Regions from separate parts of the Sus scrofa genome. Here region 1 is linked to region 2. Evidence: chromatin contacts called from public Hi-C data. All regions are on one chromosome and are shown on one strand. Each heading gives the region's core, a stretch centred on a gene start, on an enhancer-like site or on the middle of the called end of the contact. The rest is flanking DNA. Distances are from core to core; before and after follow the strand shown. Region 1 overlaps KCNN2 (small conductance calcium-activated potassium channel protein 2). Region 2 has its middle 45 kb from the start of KCNN2.

Region 1 (4,011 bases), core at 1,233-3,732, 450 kb after region 2:
ATCATGCTTCCCAGGTGATTCTAATATGTGGCTACAGGTGAGCATCTTTGATATGGATCAGTGGCAAATAAGAGACACATGTCACCTCCTTACTGAGCCATTTGTCACTCAGCACATTTCTTCCTTTGGACCTAAATATGTTCTCTCATTGGACTTCTGTGTATATTTACATAGTTTGATTGAATCATATATTTTATTTACTTCTACTCTGAGTCAAAACTACCTCCACATATTTGGAGTTTGGAGGGAGATAAATTTATTCTTCTCACTTCTCTGCATCATATCAGCTCCATTACTGACATAAAGCAGGTCTCGATACCTCCACTTGACCTATAGCCCAGTAGGCTGCCTGGTGTTCTGATAACTCACTACTGAGTTAGGTGAGGTCACAGGTGCATCCTCATGCTCTGGAGGGCTTTACCCCTGCCCTGGTAAGTGTACCACTTGGAGAATCCAACACGCCTGCTCTGTGGGCAAGTAGCAGAGAGAACCTGAACTACTCCTGTTGAGTTCCTCCTCCCAGATTTTCCACCCCTCCCCAGTACAAATCTGGGAAAAGTGCATTGCCTCCCTCAGTTCCTCATAGGCACACACAAGGTAAAATAATTAAATCATTTTAGAGGCAACCATTTTTAATGGTTACTGGTGATCTGTTTTCCCACCTGAAACTTTCAAAGAGCTTTTGTTTATTCCTAGTATTTTCAAATTTATAATGATCCCCCTTGCCACAAGTTTTTTGTTGTTCCTTATGCAACTACTCAGTAGAACCTTCCTTTAGAGATGCCTGCCTTCCAGTTTTCGTGAAAAAGTGAAGAAATAAAAGAGCATCTTCATTTCTTTCCTTTCACTTCTCTATGTTTTCCTTCTAGGAAGTTAGTTGTTAGATCTTCTATGTTCTCTGAGAATGTACCTTTTTTGATCTCCCTCTTCCCTTTTCTCCTCGCCTTTTTGTTCTACTTTTTCAGAGATTTCTGCCAATTTATATCTAATTGTATTATGATTATTTTTTCACAATAATTTTTTAATGTTCCCCCTTTTTTTTTATTCTTTACTTGCACTTCTTTGTAGCATCCTGTTCCTGTTTTGTGGATGTTCTGTTTTCCCTTAGGTTCTTCATGATGTAACTTAGAGAGTTTGGCAGTCCCACACCCCATCATTCTATGTTGTCTCAAAATTACTCTTTTTCCTCCCTCCTCTCTTATTTTTCTTTTGTCTTTTCTTCCTTTATCCTTTCTTTTCCTTTCCATTTTTGTCTGTATCTTTTTATAGAAAGTATACTTCAAATTCCCACTGATCATTTGCTATTTTTTGTGTTCAGGAGTGGGAACTGGAAGCTCTGTCTGGGGAGAGGAGTTTTATTTGCTAAAAATCAGTGTAGGGTGGATAAGAGAAAAGCTGCATTTTTCATTAGACAATCTTTGCTGTTAGGACATGAATGTCTTTTCATGGAAAACATTCGTTTTCTCTAGAGGAAAAAATATTCTTTTTCTGTATTTGTGAGTTCTAAAATAACATCAAAAAAAGGAAACAAGGACTTCTGTTGTTCAGTTTGGAAACCTGAATTTAATCCCCTTGTTTTCAGCCCCAAAGATCTTTCCTGACCTTAGCTAGACCCTGAGTCAGAATCTCTAATCTTTCACCGGAGAACAATCTCTTTCTCCTGTTAGATGTCTGGTAGAACTGGGCATGGAGGCACCTGGGCATCTCTCGTTCCATATACATAGGCATTTTCAATTCTCCTGTTTTCAGCCTTGGATCTTACTGCGTCATTGCATGACACTTGGTTTCTCCAAGTTGTGGCCTTCTGTGGGTTTTATGACAATCTGTGCCTTTAATTGGGGGTATTTAGGCTATTTATATTTAATGTGGTTACAGACATGCTTGGGTAAGTCTGTCCTCTGGCTGGCTGTTTATTTTCCTTTTGTCCCATCTGTTCTTTGTTCCTTCTTCCTATATACGCCTCCTCTTGGATTATTTAGTTTTTATTATGTCTTATTATTCCATCTTATATCCTTCACTGGGTTATCAGTTATTACTCTTTGATGTATTATTATAGTGGTTGCTTTGGAGCTTATAGTGTACCTAGGAATACTGTACTATAGGTATACTATAGTATATTTACGCTAGGTATACTTAGGTGTACTATAACTATACTGTCACAATCTTCACCTGACACTGTACCACTTAGTACAGGTGATACTGTACCACATTACACATAATATGTTTACTTCTCCAACCTTGAAGTTTTGCATACATGTACTGAATAATCAAGGAGACTTCTCTGTAGACCTCTAGAGCTCTCTTTGTGAAGTTCCTTCCTCTCTGATTTTTGCCCCTGTGAACCTCCCTGGGTTCCCAGCTCTGTCCTCAACGTGGGAGGTCGCTGATCTCTTCCTGGTTTCCTTCCCTGGGCTATGTTCTGGAGACTCTTTTAAAGCATTAAGCTGGGTCAGTTGTATGACTTTAGTTGTTTATCATCTCTTAGGAATCACTGCTCTTTGTTACTGAGTGATCTATGTCTGGTTAATTATTGTTTCAAATATTCTGTCCAGTTTGGTAGTTGTTTCAGGAAGAAGCATAAATCCAGTCCTTTCTTGTTCCATCTTGGCTGGAAAAAGAATTCTCCATGTACTTTTGTTTGTATAGAATATGTTATTTTTCATTCTCTGATTTCTCTCTTTCTTAACGTCATTTTAGTGGTATTTCAGGAGAGAAAGGTAGATATAGAAGAGAGAATTGATGGTAGATTGATCACATGCATTTAAGTCTTAATAATACTTTTCACTTTAAAACTAAGGCTAACATTTGAGGTCAGAGCTGGAAATGAACCGTTTTTGCCATTCATAGTGTTAATACTATGTTTAACAGAAGAGGATTAATGAACATAGTTTCTCAGCTGTAAAGTCCATTGTTGAATTATTTCCACACGTATAAAAATAACTTATAAGTTGCATACAGATCATGGAACATAATATGACAAGTCTGATTCATGTTGATTGATGGGGAAGCCTCATTTCAGTTCCTTTTCGTATCTCTGTATATTCAATGGGGAAGGCCTAGCATGTGACCAAGGGCAAGTCAGTTTGAGAAAAAATGTTTTTATTGTCATATTAATTAAATAATCACCAATTCCCTGCTATATTCTTCTAAGCAAAGATAAAACAATGAGTAAGTCATAATCTTTTTCCACAGATTCTTTATAATTTAGATTCTAGGGGCATGTTTGATGAGCAAAGTACACATTATATGTCTTATGACCTATGTTGACATTGACTGATGGCATGAGGGAGATCTACAAGAGGCTTCTAGGATACAGAGAAAGCACCTGTGGTCCAGCCTGGAGTACCGTGGTAAAAAAAAAAAAAAAAAAAAAAAATAGCTATGTGGAGTCTGGAAAAGTAGGGCTATGAGAAGATTCTCAAAGTACATATCAGACCTAGGAAGGTAGAGTAGGGTGGTTTTAGGCAGCAGCAAATGGACTCATAGAGAAAGAGCGGGGAAAGAGGACATCCTAACTGCCAGCCATTACTATGGCCAGAGTTTCTGTTGCTTATGGAAAGGTGTTGAGGGAGAGGCAGGAATGATGGGCAGAAGCTGCCTCATTGAGAGGGAAGAATTAGTAATCCCCTTGGAGAGACCACCCTGGTGAGTTTCAACAAATACTGTGAAAAGCTGTCATATTTGTGATTTAAGAAATAGTGATAGACCCACAGTCAGGAATGAAGAAATAAATAGAAACAAACAAACAAAAGGAACATTTTACTTCTTTTAAAACTTTGGAAGCTGATCTCTAAATCTTTAAGTCTCCGAGCTCACAGTGATGTAAAAGAAGTCCTCTCTCCAAACCCTAAAGTCTATATTTTAAAACCTTAAGATCATCAGGCATTCCTTGCACTAGTTTTAATCTTACTGAATATATTTTTAATCAAATAAGCATTCATATTGGCTAGAATTTGAAATTTGCCATATGAGTCATTTCTTCATGTCTTCCCAAGACTATTTTTCTGTGGA
Region 2 (3,955 bases), core at 1,195-3,694:
TTCTCATAACACCTGTCTTCCCTTTCATAGACTCCCTTTCCTTGTTCATGGAAGAGGCGTGGTTTTGAGAAGTAGCATAATGCAAGCATACATTTCTCCTATAGGATGCTCCCTATTGTGTTTTTTTAAATCAACTCCTCACAAAGAATAATTGGAACTAAAAGTGTGAGATTCAGGAGTTCCCGTCATAGCACAGCGGAAACAAATCCAACTAGGAACCATGAGGTTGCGGGTTCGATCCCTGGCCTTGCTCAGTGGGTTAAGGATCAGGCGTTACTGTGAGCTATGGTGTAGGTTGCAGACGAGGCTTGGTTCTGACGTTGCTGTGCCTCTGGCTGGCATAGGCCAATGGCTACAGCTCCAATTAGACCCCTAGCCTGGGAACTCCATATGCCGCAGGTGCCGCCATAAAAGGACAAAAACAACAAAAAACAAAAGAAAAGTGAGATTCAGAGAGATTAAGTAACAGTCTCAAAGTCAAACCACCAGTAAGTAGTAGAGTGGAGATTTGAAAGCAGATTTATTTAACTCCAATAACCACTCTTGGGAATTCACAGATTTATATTCATTTTCAATGAAGTCTGATAACATATATTAATATTATACATTATTGAACATTTATTGTGTACCAATCATAGTGTTAAAGTATTTCATGTATATTATGCTCCATAATTCTCATGGCAGCTGTTCACAGGAATATAAATACTTCATTTAAGAGGTTAAATGCCTTTTCTGTGGTCACGCAGTTAGGAAACAACAGTGCTTTAGAGCAGTGCTCTGAAGTTATGTATCACAACTGCCAAATCTTAGGTCAGTTTTCTGGGTCAAATTTCATCCACAGAACTAGACATACTTGTATCTGACCCTGACTCTTGCCATAAGGAGTAGGAAATAAACAACCATAGGTTTTTACATTGTGTCTTTTAAAAAATGTGTTCTTCTTCCTTGTTTCAAAAAGGGCCCTTGTTGTATTCATACTTTCAGTTTGTTAGGTGATTGGTTAGATCTGGGTTGCCATGAAGTGAAAAAGAAGATTGTGATAGCCCAGATATTTGAAAACCAAATGTAGATTCTTCCAGTTCAGCCATTTTCTAATTGGTCTTTTCCTACCAGAGAATCTGGCTAGTTGGTTGTTTCCATCTATATTTAAATAATACTTACTAACCTGATACTTTCTGTTCTATTATAAGGAAGTATCTATATATTTTTAAATGATGAATTTTGTGTCACAGTGTATAACTATATCCATTGTGGCAATAACACCTGCTTTTGAGGAGCTTAATCTCCTTGGTTTCTTTTATGTTAAAAGAACAGACCTAGGCATAGAAAACTATGACAATTACATTTTAAGAGTTGAGAATTCAGACATGTATTGAACATGTTAACTGTGGATTTCTTTTAAAAGTGATTTACAAATAGAATTGAAATACCAAATATCGCACACACTTCTTTCTCCAAAAAATACTTTTCACTACTCTAGATCTTGCCCCCAAATTTACCTTTTAAACTGGCAACTGAATAGTTGAAAAACTTTCAGGTCAAATTGGTCTCATCTTAAATTATAGATGAACCTCACCACATATGGCTCATTTATATTACGCTTGCTTTTAGTGAATTGCAGAACAGTGGGAAGCCTATCAGTGGGCTTAATCAGATAGTGATCACCACACGGAAAGATGCTGGAGCTTCACAGTGCAGTAAATCTCACACAGAACTGCTGGGCTTAGCTGCACATGGCTGACACCCACGCAGCTCATTCCAGCTCTCTTCATTGCTGCACAGCCCATTTATGGGCAAGCCATTCTTATGGCTCCTGGGAGATCAGCACACAGCCACTGAATCTCACGGCTGGAGATTCTTCTGGAACCATCTATTTAATATCTGGGTTTGGATCTTAGTTCTACGAGTGACCAGTGCTCTGACCATAGGCAGATCATTTCACCTCTCTAAACTTGTGGCTTGCCCAGTTAAAGGGGATAAGAATATTTATAGCATTATTACACAGATATAACCCAACACAGGACAAATAGCAAATATACAGTAGTTGGTACTATTATTACTGTCCATAGGCAGAATTCTTCTTTAACCCAAGAATTTTGATATTGTTCCATATTGTTCCATATCATTTGAGAATGAGATTCCACACATCTCTGGGTAGCTCATTTCCATTTTTAACTTACGTTTGCATTTATTTTCTCCTGCCACAGTAAGGGCTTAAGACAAACTATTATCATACTATGAGGAAATCTCAAAGACTAAATACTTATTATAGCTAACATGTTAAATTTTACCCTGTAAAAATTCATCAGGCAGTTTTTAAATGTCCACAAACAATTGTTTAAGAGTTAGGCCTATAAAGTTCTGAGGATCTGGAGTGGCACACTTTGCTTGTGACACGTGGTGCTGAGGTATGTTTGAAATAAACACAGCTGATGAAACCCTGACTCTGCACCAGTTTGCCTACGCAATGATGTGGATACAAAAGTAAACTAGGCATAGTTCTTGATTGCTGTTGGGCTAGCTGGCAGTCCCCTTTCTTTCCACCCCAGATATCCAGTCTACCAAAGACCTTGGGGTAACTGTGACTTTTCCTTTCATTTCACTATCTTACCCCTGCCTCTCACATCCCTTCCTGTATCCCAGAGAGCTTTCAGGCAGGGCTGGAACACGTTGACAAAACTGGGTGACAAATGCTTATGGATATAAAGCACTTGATTTAATTTTCCAATGTTGAATTTCTAACCACTCAGTCAACAAGGCAAACAGCCATTATTTGACACTGATCCTGAGAAGTCCCTAAAATTCTGATTCTGCAAAGACTACCTTTTCCTAGATTCTAATAAAGATCAAGATAAAGCTGAATAAAATTGACAAAGTATTTAGGGCCTCTTTGTGTTGAAAGTCAATTATCAGTCATCTTTCTCAGAAACTGTTATGATATTAAAAATACCTTTCAGTAAAAAGGCTTTACAATTTGATTATTCTGGTTATTTCTAGCTATAGCTATTTCCCTCTCAATAGCAACAACTAAAGAAGAGAGAATTGCCATCTTGGTGCTGGAACTGAAATTTAAAGAACTAGGAGTCCTGTGCTTGGAACCCAGGATAGTCTTTTAAAAAATCATTATTATTCCTTTTTTTGGATGTAAACTTGTTATATTTTTATTCTGTCTTTAATAGTATATGTGAGTGAAGATCTAGTTAGAATAATGGACTCAGAGTTCTCTGCCTGGGCAATTGGAAACTTTCCAGTAGTCAGAGTCCTACTATTTCTAGATTACCATAGAGATCATGTGTTCTCAAAACAAAAAGGGAAGCCCTGATCCCCAAACAACACTTACACTATTTTATAAAGCTTTAAACTGGCAGATAGAAAGGAGAAAGGCAAGGTTTAGAAATACTCCAACTCAGTGGCCTTCAAACGTTAATGCTAACACACCCCCTCAAAGAATTGTGAAAAGCATTCATATGTCTTAGATTGGTGCAGATTTTTTTCTTAGAAGTTTAAATCAGTGCTAAATAAATGTGTGATTTATGATATGCTGCAAATATTGACATTTAAAAATAAAATATCATTCTTTTATGTATCCAATAGAATACAGCATTAGATAGCCAGAAACATCCTTTTAACTATACATGAAAAAAATTCTAACAATCAGACATTTTGCATTATCTGTTTTTCTCCTTGAAACTGCATTTCCATTTAAATCCCACCAAGAATTTTATCCTAATATAGCATAAATTTATCTTTGAAAGCTTTGTGTTGATATTGATCATCCTCTCAGACATTTCTGCAACTCTGTGTGTTTGTGTATATTTAATTTTTCAAAACACTTGTCACCATAAGGTTCTAAGAATTAAAGCTTTTTGGCGGGGTGCACATAGAAAACTTTAATTTGTAGTTTGAATAAAAGAAAAATGAAAATAATGACATTTTGTATGTCTAGTACACCTAT

What was found. A called contact is a pair of places that touch in the nucleus more often than the background predicts.
Region 1: a Hi-C map of liver shows a contact between it and region 2, with 7 times the contacts expected there. The contact joins two enhancer-like sites. A contact is called at or near these places in 12 of 47 Hi-C or Micro-C datasets (embryonic fibroblasts, epiblast stem cells, fetal skeletal muscle and 6 more).

The regions. Positions count from the first base shown.
Region 1 is chr2:118,840,484-118,844,494 of Sscrofa11.1, forward strand. All of the region lies in intron 6 of KCNN2 (small conductance calcium-activated potassium channel protein 2), which reads left to right. Among named protein-coding and RNA genes, the nearest start is that of KCNN2, 400 kb to the left of the region's middle. Within about 2 kb of position 2,483, at least 1 of the 83 cell types and tissues checked has an H3K27ac peak or open chromatin away from gene starts, as enhancers often do. A contact at or near this core is called in liver, where this site is marked.
Region 2 is chr2:118,392,422-118,396,376 of Sscrofa11.1, forward strand. No RefSeq gene overlaps it. Among named protein-coding and RNA genes, the nearest start is that of KCNN2, 45 kb to the right of the region's middle. Within about 2 kb of position 2,445, at least 2 of the 83 cell types and tissues checked have an H3K27ac peak or open chromatin away from gene starts, as enhancers often do. A contact at or near this core is called in liver, where this site is marked.